3 separate regions of the Sus scrofa genome follow, and regions 2 and 3 are each linked to region 1. Evidence: chromatin contacts called from public Hi-C data. All regions are on one chromosome and are shown on one strand. The core of a region is the stretch at or near the end of the contact, and the rest is flanking DNA. Distances in the headings are between cores, read along the strand shown. Region 1 overlaps THADA (thyroid adenoma-associated protein). Region 2 overlaps LOC106509843 (a long non-coding RNA gene). Region 3 overlaps LOC106509843 (a long non-coding RNA gene).

The links. A called contact is a pair of places that touch in the nucleus more often than the background predicts.
Region 2: a contact with region 1 is called in a Hi-C map of omental adipose tissue, with 2.9 times the contacts expected there. A contact is called at or near these places in 22 of 47 Hi-C or Micro-C datasets (adipocytes, adipose tissue, alveolar macrophages and 13 more) and 2 of 2 datasets of targeted methods (alveolar macrophages and skeletal muscle).
Region 3: a contact with region 1 is called in a Hi-C map of omental adipose tissue, with 1.8 times the contacts expected there. A contact is called at or near these places in 5 of 47 Hi-C or Micro-C datasets (embryonic fibroblasts, liver, omental adipose tissue and 1 more) and 2 of 2 datasets of targeted methods (alveolar macrophages and skeletal muscle).

What each region holds. Positions count from the first base shown.
Region 1 is chr3:96,973,587-96,978,239 of Sscrofa11.1, reverse strand. The region is part of intron 28 of THADA (thyroid adenoma-associated protein); the gene reads right to left. Among named protein-coding and RNA genes, the nearest start is that of THADA, 100 kb to the right of the region's middle.
Region 2 is chr3:97,552,340-97,556,992 of Sscrofa11.1, reverse strand. The region is part of intron 2 of LOC106509843 (a long non-coding RNA gene); the gene reads left to right. Among named protein-coding and RNA genes, the nearest start is that of TRNAI-UAU, 13 kb to the left of the region's middle.
Region 3 is chr3:97,528,563-97,533,215 of Sscrofa11.1, reverse strand. The region is part of intron 2 of LOC106509843 (a long non-coding RNA gene); the gene reads left to right. Among named protein-coding and RNA genes, the nearest start is that of TRNAI-UAU, 37 kb to the left of the region's middle.

The DNA of each region.
Region 1 (4,653 bases), core at 1,005-3,504:
CACAATGACTAATTCCCACTTCAAGTTCATCAACATATTTCTTTTTAAGAGCTTCTTTTTGGTGAAAATTTTTATTTGTGGTTTTTCCTACCTGTGATCCATGAACCTAAGAATGAACAAAAAACTTGAAACATGAAACTCTCCAGTAGGCCAAAGTGTCAGAATAGACTTCATTCTGATTTTAAGAACTTCTCCACAAGGGTTACATAAGACCTGTACTCATTTCTCAGTCTCAAAAAACACGCACTTACCAACTTTGCCTAAAGAACCAGATTGAATGTTCTAGAAACAACTGTGGAAAATGTATGAATGGTACCTCTAGACCATATCAAAACACTGGGGCTCTTAGCTTAATTTCAAATTATTTGAATCAAAACTAGGGTTATTGTTGTTAAAATCAGCTAAATTTGTTAAATGTTCTAGCTAGGCTTGCTGTGAGTTAAAAGTACCCATTAACTTTATTTCCAGCACTAGCTATGTGACCTTGAGCACCTCAATTTTCACATCTGCTGAATGAGAATGGAACTAGATGGCTTCTTAGGTGCACTCAAATATAAAAACTATAAAATACACTAAACTGTAATAAATGAAATATAATATAATAGTGGTTATTACTATAATGTTTATTAAATATATGAATGAAAAATATAAGCAGTGGTTTGGAAAAACTTTAGGTTCAGGCTGAAAGACAGCATACCATAGACAAAGATGATCACAAAACCCCAATATCCTCTCCCTCGAGCATCAAACTACCATGAAATACAAGTTTTACAGAGATAAATGTCTTACTTGCCACAATAATCTCCTACTGGGATAATTAAAGGGTCTTAAAATCAACCTGCCACATGGGAGTTGTTTGAGTCCCAGTCCACAATGAGACATTGGGTCAAGTGCCTCATTTCCCACAGTCTCACAATGTAAAATCTAAAGCCAGACTCAAAACAGTGACTCACCGCTCATCAGGAGCTGTGTGTATTGGGTGAGCAAATCCGCATGTGCTCTACAGATGCAGCTGGATTTGGGTTCTAGTTCTGCCTCTTTCTGGCTGTACGACATCGGGCGGACCACGTGATCTCACCAACCTTGATTTACTCCTCTATAAAATTAGGATGGCTCTACTCATGCTGCAGGGCTGTGATGAAGCCTAAATTTGACACCCATGAAGGGTTTGGCACGTACCAAGCACGCAAACAGACACTAAGGATATGCTTCCCCCTTCCACAACGTCTCCCTTTTACATGTGTGGAACAGAAACTTCAGTGCAGTAGATAACTGATATATTCTTCATCAGACCATTGGTTTCCCTGGGGCCAGGAGTATGTCTATTTCATCCTTGGATCTCAGTGCCCAGCAGAAGGCCTGGCAAAGAGTGAAAATGCAATATAAATTCTTGTTAAATGGAGGAAACGAGAATACTTCGGGGCTGAGGATGTTAAGATTATCCTGGCCACAGTCAAAAGAAAATTCTGATCTTCAGTCTGGCCAAATAGGCAACTGCTACAAACTACTATGTAGTTCAAAGCAAATAAGCTATTCTGAATTCTAATAATTACATTCTCTAACATAAAAACCTCGTTGCCCTACAGCTCTCAATTTTAGCTTCAAGAATCCAATTCTTTCCTAAACAATGGAGTGGGTAACCACAAAAACTTGTGGAATCTCTTTTCCTAGAAAACATGAAAAACAGGAGAGAAGCCAGTCTGTCTGGAAATTGCTTCAAAATCTGTCTATAAGCAGGGGCTGGACTAGACTAGATGTCCCTTGGAGGATCCTTCCAGAACCACAGCACTAAGATGTTAAGAGAAATAATTAAAACAATTCTCTGTTATTTATACCCAGGAAAACAAAACAAATACAATTTAACATCTCCTAACACAGTCATTAGAAATAATTTTATTTGGACCCAGTGATGCTTTTATAAACATTTTCCTCTTAAATTGTACTAAACCATCCTAAACTATTAATTTGAATATGAGCTCTGGCTAACAAGACAGAATAGAGATTGTACTAGTCTGTCAATGAAAACTAGATTATTATTCTTTTGTTCCTCTTTTTTAACCTACCTGTTTCCATGTACCCCAAATCTACTCATCCCCAAAGCTTTATAAGAAATACCGTTCCCTTCAAGCACTCCACTCAACTCTCCCACTGATGAATTTCTTCTGCATCCATTACTCATACCATATTGTGCAGCTGAATAGTATATATTGTCTTCTATTTCTACCTGCTTCACAAATAATGATTCTTGCTTCCTCAGCTAAAAGGTAAGCTCCTTGAGCAAGGTCCAAGTTTTATATTTTTCATGTACTCCTCTACTGTGTCAATAATGAGTTCAAGGCAAATGCTTACAAATTCTTACCGGTTGACTGACTGATTTAAAATGAAGAGCAAGCAAGAGCAAAAGAACACTCTGTACATTGAGCACCTGCACAAAGCTTTAACAAAGTCTACAATAAAGCTTTTCAGACTATCTATATACTGTTACCTGTCGCTTACCTGGGACTAGAACAAAATCTGTCTATAAGCAGGGGCTGGACTAGACTGGGGCTGATGGGAAAGATCTAGAGTGAAAGATCACATTGGTTTAGCTCCCATCTGAAAGGAAAGAGGAACTAGCAAGGTGCGCAAGGTGCGCCCACTCCCACTGCAGAGGAAGGCTATCTAGGGAAGCCCAGCACACTCCTCAGATCACAGAGCTATGCAGCTTCTGACCCTACAAAGGATCCATTATTCATTCTGTCATACCAAGCCAGTCAGGGGAAAAAAAAAAAAAAAAAAAGGAGAGGAGCTTTAGGAAAAGACAATGTAATAACATTATTGAAAACAAACAAGTGAAATGTATGTTTTCTCATTCTTCATAATCCCAAAGACACATCTGGAACAAGACTAATGCACTCTAGAGTTCAATCACTATGAGTGTACCGTACGCACTTTTAAGTAGGGGTGCAGAACCCCTGCTCCTTTCTTTATATGTGAAAAGGGAACTTCTTGTCTCTACTACCAAGCAGGCACTGTTCTAGGCACTGGGAAAATAGCAGTTTACCAAACTCACAATTCTAGTAACAATTACAGAAAGCCTTCGCTTAGTATTTTATAGAAATATAAGACCTCAAGGATAGTCCAAGTCTCTTAGAGGAGAAAGCCAAAGCCAGAGAGGTTAACTTGTCTCAGCTGGTTATTGTGGCTATATGGCAACAAAACAGAAACCAGAGTTCTTATCTCTCCTCCTCTAGTAACAAAATTTGCTTCTTCATTAAGCAAGTATTCTGTTTGCCCATTACATGCCAGACACTATGCTAGGCACCAGGTGTAAAAAAGAAAGGATAAGATACTGACCCAGTACTCCAAAAGCACAGTGTAACTGTAAGACAATGGGATGGGTAAAATACTAGAAGTGGTAACAGAAAAAGCAAACTATGTATCTCTAATGGCACAGGACTTCCAATATTTTTCAGGAAAATGAACTGTTAAAACTTTGTTTTATCCTCCCTATAGCCCTCTTAGTACAGAACAGATCTTATTATTCCTGTTCTATAGATGGAGAAATTGAAGAGCAGAGCGGATAAGGGAGTCTATTAAGGTCATCTCCAGGGGCAGCAAAATGCTTAGAAACCAAGTCTGTTTACTCCAAGATAGACCTTTTTCTCCCCCACTAGATGGGAAAGGCAGATGTTCTTTTTATGTCTAGTTCCCTTCTGATCAAGAGCACATATTTGCAAGACTGTGTGCAGAACCATCTGTGGCTGTGAACGTAGACTCCACTGACCTAGGCGGTGTCATCAGCTGAGTTTAGTTATTCAGTGGTTGAGGAACCAGTCAACAAGGCATCATTATCACTAGCATTCTTACAGTGCCCACCATATATACACAGACTAGAAGGAAAAGGCTCCACCCTCAGGGAGTTAATATTGTAGGGGACAGGTATATAAACATTTTGACCAAAAGTGGCATAATTAAATAAACTACAGCTAAAAGAACCATAACAAATAATGGCAAGTGTAAGACACTCAAAGTTTCGCAAAGCAAATCCAGTGGATGCTGCCAAGAAATATACCCTTTAAGGATTAAACAGAGAATAAAAGCATTGTCTATGTAATGAGATATACCAACCTTCAGATTACTGAAATAAAAACTCTTACCAAAGATGCTCATCACATTAAAAAATTAACTTCTTAATGCCTTCATTTCACTTTTTAGCTTTTACTCAAAACAATTACGTGACTATTCCATTTCCCTCTTTCTAGGAAAGCTATATATTTTGTAACCTTCCTTATTTGAGAGGAATGAAGTTATAATGGGGTTGCCATAAGCATGCTGTGGCAAAGAGACTAGGACTATGTGCTTTTATGTGCTACTCTTCCACCCTGTTTCAGATGTAACCTATGCAAAATGAATCTGATCATTTTCTCCTGTACATAGTAAAACTTGTATACACATCCAAGAATCATTCTCTTCATAAAAAGTAAAAGAGAAAAAAAGCATTTCTTCATTTTTTGAATTCAGCTTTAAACATCAATTTCACTTGCTTGATAAACCTCATACCGTATTTTATTTACACTACTTATCATGGCCTTACATTATAATATGACCAAACTGTTTTAAACCTTAGCACAACTGAATTATTAACAAAATAAACAAACCTAAAAAGAAACA
Region 2 (4,653 bases), core at 1,228-3,727, 580 kb before region 1:
TATGTATCCTGGACCCTGTCCTTCTCTCCATCCGCAGTTTCTGTCACCTCTCAGTTGGACTCTGCAGTAGCCTCTTCACTGACTCCCTGCCTCCACTCTCATCCCTCTCCTGTTCCTTCTCCACACAGAAGCCCAGATAGGACCTTAATAACACAGATCAGATACCATCATTTCCTTGCTTAAAACCACTGACGGCTTTCCATCACATGCAGGATAAAATGCACAGGCCTCCAGTGGCCCAGAAGGTCCCACGTGTCTGCACCAGCCCCTGCCCACCTCCCAACCTCAGCTCCTGTCACTCTGTCTCCACTTACTCTGCTCCAGCCACGCTAGTCTTTCTGTTCCTTGTTTCTGCCTCAGGGCCTTTGCAAGGGCTGTTCCTTCTCCTGGAAGACCTTTGCTCAAATCTTAGGGGGTTGGCTCCTTAACCTCCAGGGCTCGGTCACATGTCACCTCCTCAGAGATGCCTTTGAATATAGGATAGCAGTATTTACTATTATCTAAAATCATTGTGTTTATATAAGTGGGAATTGTTTTTCTCCCACAACTAGGATATTCCTCCTGTGCCAAGCTGATAGGAACTCAACAGATATTTAAGAATGAATGGGTGCAGCGGAAACGAGCCCAACTAGGAAACATGAGGTCTTGGGTTTGATCCCTGGCCTTGCTCAGTGGGTTAAGGATCTGGCGTTGCGGCGGCTGTGGTGTAGGCCCGCACCCATAGCTCCAATTGGACTCTTAGCCTGGGAACTTCCATATGCTGTGGGTGAGGCCCTGAAAAGGACAAAAAGACAAAAAAAAAAAAAAAAAGAAGAGTATGACTGGAAGATAATAGAGGAGCAGCACCTGGGTGCAAATGTTAAAGCTGAGTAGATAACATGGGTCCCATCGCTGTGGGTTTGCTTTGCAGATTCCAGGTCTGGAGCCTGGTTTTTAGAAAGTTCTTTGGAGTCTTTCCAAGGGGTTGTCCCTGAGTGTGTGCTGTGCCCCAGGTGACGCCCATCTGGTTGAAGCGTATTGTTCCCACCAGAAGCTGATGAGAAGACACAGCGTGTGGGGGCAGTGACTGGGAAATATTACCGTGCACACTCCTGGGCTACAGCCCATGGTTATGTGCCGCCCTAGAACTGGGCTGTGAGGAAAGGACATCCCGGATGGCCTGGGACAGCACCAAAGATCCTTCTCTTCTTGAAAATTCCCTCATTCAGTGTAAGCCAGGTGGGTTGGTCACCCTCAACACAAGGTGTTCAGAGAGAGGCAAATAGCTTAAAGTGGCTTCTTGGAGGAGCTGAGATGGAAACAGTTCCCATCCTAGACTTTGGGTGTTGACTGTCCCCTTGGCCCTGCCTTTGAGTAAGTCTGGGTTTCTCAGGCACCAAATCCAGACAGAAGGGTAAGGAAACCATTATTTCTTGAACACTTGCAATGAACTAGCTACTGCTGTAGGGACTTTTTTACCCAATTGATTCCTAATCTATGGAAGCCTTCTTATTGCTTCTCTTTTAGGAGTTCCCTGGTGGCCCAGTGGGTGAAGGCTCTGGTGTTGTCACTGCTGTGAAGCAGATTCGATCCCTGGCCCCAGGGAACTTCCATATGCTGAGGGCAAGGCCAAAAAAAAAAAAAAAAAAAAAGAAAGAAAAAAAAGAAGCAATTGTATTTTCTTCTTCTTCTTTTTTTAAAAATTGTTATTTCCCCAATACAATTTTTTTTTCTACTATACAGCATGGTGACCCAGTTACACATACATGTATACATTCTTTTTTCTCACATTATCGTGCTCCATCATAAGTGACTAGATGTAGTTCCCAGTGCTATACAGCAGGATCTCATTGCTAATCCACTCCAAAGGCAGTAGTTTGCATCTATTAACCCCAGGCTCCCAATCCACCCCACTCCCTCTCCCTCCCCCTTGGCAGCCACAAGTCTATTCTCCAAGTCCATGATTTTCTTTTCTGTGGAAAGGTTCAATTGTGTCATATATTAGATTCCAGATATAAGTGATATCATATGGTATTTGTCTTTCTCTTTCTGACTTCATTCAGTAAGAGAGTCTCTGGTTTCATCCATGTTGCTGCAAATGGCATTATTTTGTTCTTAAAAAAAAGAAGTGATTTTAGAGGCAGGACACTGAGGCTCACGAGGTTATGTAATTGCCTGAACTCAGACGTATATCAACCAGAGAAGGTAGGAGGGACCTAGTCCTCGTGACACAGAAGCCCAGGCCCTTTCTAAGGGGTTTTGCTATGTGTATGGGGGTGTGTGTGTCAGAGATGTGACTGGGGACTTCAACTTTACAGTCGTCCCTCAGCCCTCAGGATGGGGCTCTCCTGGGATCTAGGGAGGACCCCCAGCAACTACTGAAATAGTTAAGAAAGGGGCACCCAGGAGGTATTTGTCTTTGTGCTGTCTCAGGCCTAGCTGCACAGTTGGCCCTTTACCACCAGGTGGCGCTGTGGCTCTGCCTTAGAGGGCTCCCCCTAGTAGTGGAGCCTGAGCAGTGCGGACCTTAGGGAATAGCCACTGACTTTATTTTATCTACAGCCTACAGGGCAACTGGGGGCCTGTCCAGAGCTTTCTGCCTTTCCTGGACTCTGGCAGGCCGAGGAGAGAGGGGGGCAGGAGGTCTGGAGAGGAAGCGGCTTGGGCCAACGCAGGGTGTTGGCAGTGAGGGTTGACTGTCCAGCAGTTGTCAGGAGGAGGGGCAGGGACTCTGTCCTGGGCTAATGGGACACTGACCCAAATCATCTCCCAGTGGGAGCAAAACACGTTGGGAAAAGTGGACTTGCTCCCCAGTGGGCTGGGGTTTGGGCAGAGAAAAGGTACTCTTCCTGCCCCACAGACTGTTTCATCCAGTGAAGGCCTGGATTGGGGGGAGGGATGGCCCTGGTCATCTGCCTGTTAGCCCTCTGCTGACCACAGGCAGAGCCTTAGCCAGGTCCCCATCCGTCCTCTGGTTGCCCCTGCCCTTTGGGAAAATGGCTCCGAGGATGCCGGTCCTTAGGAGCTGGATCTTTAATCACCTGTTTTGTATAGAAGGACTCATCCAAAGCTCTACCCCAGGGCTCAGGCCTTCGAAATTCTCATCAAAAAACAACACTGCGACAAACTTTTAACTCTTCTTCAAAGCCCACACCAGTTCCAGGTCGTGATTTGCTATGTATCAGCAGCTTAACAGTGGGCTTGGCCTGCAGTGTCAATGTCAGAACATAAAATAAGGGGTTCCGGGAGTTCCTGTCATGGTTCAGTGGTTAACGAATCCGACTAGGAACCATGAGGTTGCGGGTTCCATCCCTGGCCTTGCTCAGTGGGTTAAGGATCCAGCGTTGCCGTGAGCTGTGGTGTAGGTTGCAGATGCAGCTCGGATCCTGAGTTGCTGTGGCTCTGGTGTAGGCCGGCGATTACAGCTCCAATTAGATTCCCTAGCCTGGGAACCTCCATGTGCCACAGGATCGGCCCTAGAAAAGGCAAAAAGACAAAAAAAAAAAAAAAAGACATAAAGGAGGGGGGGTTCCTATTGTGGCTCAGCAGGTTAAGAACCCAATTAGTATTCATGAGGATGTGGGTTTGATTCCCTGGTCTTGCTCAGTGGGTCAAGTATCTGGCATTGCCACAAGCTGTAGTGTAGGTTGCAAATGTGGCTCAGATCCTGCGTTGCTGTGGCTGTGGTGTAGGCCGTCAGCTGCAGCCCTGATTCAACTCCTAGCCTGGGAATTTCCATATGCCGTGGGTGCAGCCCTAAAAATAAAGAAAGGAAAAAAAAAGAACATAAAAATAAGGTCCCATCTCAATAGCTCCAGTTTTCCTCCTGCTCCTTCATGCTTTCTCCTGGTGGGCAGCCTGCCAGCCCCTCAGCCCCTCAGCATGTGTGAGTTTAGCAAAGCCCATCAGAGAGCAGGTGGTGGGGGTGGGAAAGAAGGATAGGGAGTGTGTGTGGGGGGCTTTGGGAAAGAAAGGTGCTTGGAAGAGGGACAGGGGAGCAGAAAGCAGAGGGTGGGTGCTGCTGGAGACACTTAGTCACTTTCTCTGCTTTCTGGGCTGAGGGTTGGGGCAGAAGTTCCCCTTAGGAATTTTTTTTAGTATTACATTTTCTTTCATAAACTGTTCACATAGAATCAATTAAAATATTTTTTGATTTATATTGAAAATGCCATCTTTTTCTTTTTTAGTCAATAGATAATATACTCAAAGATTCAAAATTCAAAGCATTCAAAATAAGCAAGCTTTTCTTGTTTAATATATAAGAGCACAACCTAATGTTCCCAACTAAAAATCATCAAGGGCATTAAAGGACATATGTGGAAAAAACACGTTAAGGCTGTCAAAAACTCTTCCACTGAGGGACTGCTCGCCTTTTTATTTTGAGTTTTTTTTTTTTTTTTTTTTGTCTTTTCTAGGGCCGCACCCACGACATGTGGAGGTTCTCAGGCTAGGGGTCCAATCGGAGCTACAGCTGCTGGCCTACGCCACAGCCACAGTAATGCCAGATCTCAGCTGCATCTGCGACCTACACCACAGCTCACGGCAATGCTGGATCCTTAACCCACTGAGCGAGGCCAGGGATCGAACCCACAACCTCACAGTTCCTAGTTGGATTCGTTTCCGCTGCGCCATGATGGGACTTGTGAGGTGTTTTTGATGTTCAGAAGTTTCAAT
Region 3 (4,653 bases), core at 1,441-3,940, 550 kb before region 1:
GTGGGCCCAAAGTCTCATGCCTGAGGGATCTCTGCACTCATTACCCAAAACAGATGTCTTCTCACAGCTCAGACCAAATCTTGGCTGCCTTGTCCTGATCTGCCAGAAAATATCACGTTAACAGTTTGGCATTTTGCCCTCTTGAGTTTTCCTCCAGTAAGATTGCTTTAAATCTCTGGTGCCGGCTGAATGATAAGTCAGTGGATATTTGGATAAACATAGAGAAATAGACGACAGTGCTTTGCCTGAAAGCTTATTTTTTATGGCTCTGGGTTGTTCCCATGGTGATTTTGTCTGGCCTTCAAAGCTGACCGTCAGTTGGGGTGGTCAGGGGAAGCTGTCCGTTTGTCTCTGGTTTCTGTGGCCAGGTGACATTCACGGTCGTCCCTTTGTCTCTCTGTGACCTGAGCGGATTTGGGGCCTGCTCTTCCTTTTGGCCAGGGAGTGTGGGTGTAGGAGGAAGGCGAGGAGCAGAAGGATGTCAGTCAACCCTGCCCCTGCCTGCAGCGCCTTGGGAGTGCCTGGCTCCTGGCTCCCACGCTCAGAACCCATCCTTCTGATCTCCCTGTGATATTTAACTTGCAGTTGAATTCATCCCGAGGCTGGTGGCTGTCCCTTGGTGGTGGGTGCACCTCCCGGCCACCTGTCTTGGAAAGCTCTGGGGCAGGCTCAGGCCTCCTTTCCTTCTCTTGTGGGCCTGTGCCTCGGGAGGAGTGGGGAGCTGTGAGTCTGGGGGTGGGGACAGGAGGACCCAGGGGATAACCCTGTACTCTGGAAGGAGGCTTACTTTAGAATTTAAGAAGAACACCAGCTCCCAGCCCTCACCAGGTTCAACCAGACACTGCCTTCCTGGCTCAAACCACATAACTGTCTAATTGTCAGGCTCAACAGCCTTTCCTCCTCGCTGCTTGGCTGTAGGCTATGTGGCCAAGCTGTCCCCTCTTGCTGTGGCCCTGGGGTTGCCTCCATACCAGGCTCTCTTTCCTGGTTGGCGGCTCTCACCTCCCACCTTGGCTGCTGCAGGCCTGGGAAGGGCCACTGAACACACGCATCGTGGAGCCGTATTTCCCCACCAGCAAAACTGTTCCCAGGTCCTAAATGAGGATTCACAAGCTCCACTGCCCACGGGGACTGGGCAGGTGGTGTAAGGGGAGGAGCCCCAGGCCCCAGGCAACGCAGTAGGCCCAGGCTGGGGAGCAGTGGGGAGCGGTGGGCAGCGGTGGGCATGGAGGCTCCTAAGAGCACTTTTCCAAGGCCTTCCATGTCTCTGAATATCTAGTTTGCCTTTTTTCCCCCCAGGGCTGCACTCAGGGCCTATGGAAATTCCCAGGCTAGGGGTCTAATTGGAGCTACAGCTGCAGGCCTACAGCACAACCACAGCAACACGGGATCCCAGCTGCATCTGTGACCTACACCACAGCTCACAGCAACCCGGATCCTTAACCCACTGAGCGAGGCCAGGGATTAACCTGCGTCCTCATGGATATTAGTTGGCTTAGTTACTGCTGAGCCAGGACGGGAACTCCATGATTGTTTAAAGTTTTCAAATGCAACCCTTTGGTGAAATCACAGGGAGCAGCTGGGCACTGGTGGGGCCAGGCTGTCATGTTGGAGAGTGAGCCTTCGGCTAGGACTAAGTGAGGCACCAGTTCTGCTGCTGGAGGCAGGGAAAGGGCAGGCCCAGGCCCCACCTCCTGGTTCTTGGAGGAACAGGAGCAGGAGACGGTTGTACCCTGGGCCCTCTGGGTGGCCTTGGGGTTTGTGGCTGCAGCTGGGGCCCAGGCCTGGGTTCTTGGCCTGAACAGCTATACGGATGCTTTTCCTGTGAGGCCTGTGTGGACAGAGGGGAAAGTGTAGGGGTGGGAGGGTTGGGCTCTCTGGGGGAAATGGTTAATAGAATGACAGTGGGGCTCTGGGACCTTACACAGGAGTCCTGGGGTGCATTTCCTCACTCCAGCCTTGAGCATACTGGGGACCTCATGGTTGCTTGCTATCAGCCTCATTGAGTCCTGGGTACCCCCCTCGGAGGCAGCCAGACCTCTGTCCTGAAAGCCTCCCCGGCCCCTCCTGTCTTCCTCCCTGGGTGATATAGGGGCGAAGTGAGGGACCAGGTTTGGCTATGGATGTGTTTTCTTTCCCCATGGGTGTTGCTGGAGGTGACGCTAGAAATTTTTGTTTCATCCTCTACCCCCTTCAGGCCTTACTTTCCTGAAAATACCAGAATGAATCGTGCTATAGTGAACACCCTTGTAAGCACAGGCCAGTCTCAGAAATAAAATTACAAATCCAGCTGAAGGCATCCATGAGCACCTTCCAAACCCACCTCCCTTCCCCCACCCCCTCCCCTTCTCCCCAAGAAGTAACTAGTATCTGGTATTTGGCATTTTTCATTCTCATAAATTTCTTTAACTTTTTGGTACATATGCATGTTTTTCTGAAATATTTACAGAGTTGTTTTGCCTGCTTTGAAACCTGTATAAATAATGTCGTTCTACTATGTATTCTTGTGTAATCAGTTTCTGCTTCTCAGTATGTTTAGGGATGCTAGCCCACAGACATACGTGACTCTAGCTCACTTATTTTCCATGCTGTGCAGGATTCCACTGCGTGCCTCCATCATCTCTCCAAGGAGGCCTCCTGCCAGCGCCCTGGGGGTGTGGCTCTGCTCCCTGGGGTACTTCCTTGTACAGAGAGCTCCAGCTCTGTGGACGCTCCCCTAGCCCATGTTAGGGTGCCAGGGCCCTTCCCTCCCTTCCGGAACCATTGCTTCATGGAAGAGGAATTTGAGTGGATTTCAGGCAACCTTGTGTTTCGCATAAATCAATGTTGAAAGTGAAACCCCAGCCCAATGGGGCTGCAATTGCAACCAGCTGAGTACAGCTGGGCTGGCTGGTTTGAACCTGGCTGGAAGGAGTTGTGCACTCCACATGGACAGAGTCTTTGACCGTGACGTGCTGGCCAGCCCATTCAGCAGAAAGGGGGGACACTGGCCAGCCACAGCCGCTGGCTGAACCCCTGTGTTGAGTCCCGCCCTCCTCTCTGCCCTGACCACTCCTGCTTTTGCCCAGTGACCTCCAGGGTGGGTATTGTTGTACTTTGAGGAGGGGCAGTGAGGTTCTGGGACCTGCTGGGGGCAGCTCGTCCTGAGGCGCTTACATTTTAGACCCTTAAAATGAGAGAGGCAGTGAATCCACACATGAATTCAGACCCCGATTCTTGACACGTGTAGCACCCAGAGCTCCTTTGCTTTTGTAGGATTCTTCCTCCTTAAAAAAGATTAAGTTTATGCTTTCTTTTTAAAAAAATTTTTAAAAATTAAAAAGTTTATTTTATTAAAGTGTCATTGATTGACAGTATTGTGCCAATTTCTGCTGTATAGCAAAGTGACCTGGTCATACATATATAAATTTATGCCTTTGTTAACATGCAAACTATTACATTTATAATGGGTAAGCAATATATAGCACAGGGAACTATATCCAGGCACTTGTGATAGAACATGATGGACAGTAATATGAGAAAAAGAATGTACATGCATGTGTGAAGAGGTCACTGTGCTGTACAGCAGAAATAGACACAACATTGTAAATCAACTATACTTTAATAAAAAATAAAATACATAGTATTTAGACTGCTAGTATAAAGGTGAGTATAATCAAGGCTGGATTTGTTATTATTGTTATTATTATTATTATTTTAGGGCTGTACCCATGGCATATGGAAGTTCCCAGGCTAGGGGTGAATCAGCTGTAGCTGACCGCCTACACCACAGCCACAGCAACGCCAGATCCTTAACCCACTGAGGTCAGGAATCAAACCCGCATCCTCATGGATACTAGTTGGGTTCGTTACTGCTGAACCACAACAGGAACACCTAGATTCGTTATTATTGTATTTGGTCTTTTTCTGCTTTTTCTTTTTCTTTTTTGTCTTTTTAGGGCAGCACCTGCAGCATATGGAGATTTCCAGGCTGGGGTCTAATCGGAGCTGTTACTGCCGGCCTACACCACAGCCACAGCAACGTGGGATCTGAGCGGCATCTACGACCTACACCACAGCTCACGGCAATGCCGGATCCTTAACCTCCTGAGCAAGGGCAGGGATCAAACCCGCAACCTCATGGTTCCTAGTTGGATTCATTAACCACTGAGCCATGACAGGAACTCCTTCCTGCTGATTTTAAAAGAAATGAAAACATTTTGGAGAACCCCCTAAAAGCATCACAGGCCCTGGGCCTGATGGCTGCTGCGGAGTCTCCAGCAGCTACCTTCTGTGGTGACTGGACCCCTCTCTCCTCCAGGACTCCTTCTCTGAGTGGTTGGAGGAGAGCAGGGCTTCTCTCGGCCCCAGCCTCCTCAGGCCTCTCCTCCCATCGTGGAGGCGGGGGGGGGGGGGGCGGGGGGGTTCGGGTGCCACGTGAACAGGGGGCTTTGTGCGTGGCCTGCCTCATGGAGGAAGAGGGCAGCCTGAGTTTTCTCTATAGAGCCAAGGGGCAGATCCTTCCTTGTTGGTGCCTTTGTTTGGATTGCGCTGGGCTGGGATTGTGCAAGGACTGCCGCCTGTGGTGGGGCATCCACCCCAGGGCCTGTCCAAGGTGAAGGTGTAATATGTCTGTGCACAGGAGGAGGATGTGTAAGCCTGCATTGTCAGGGC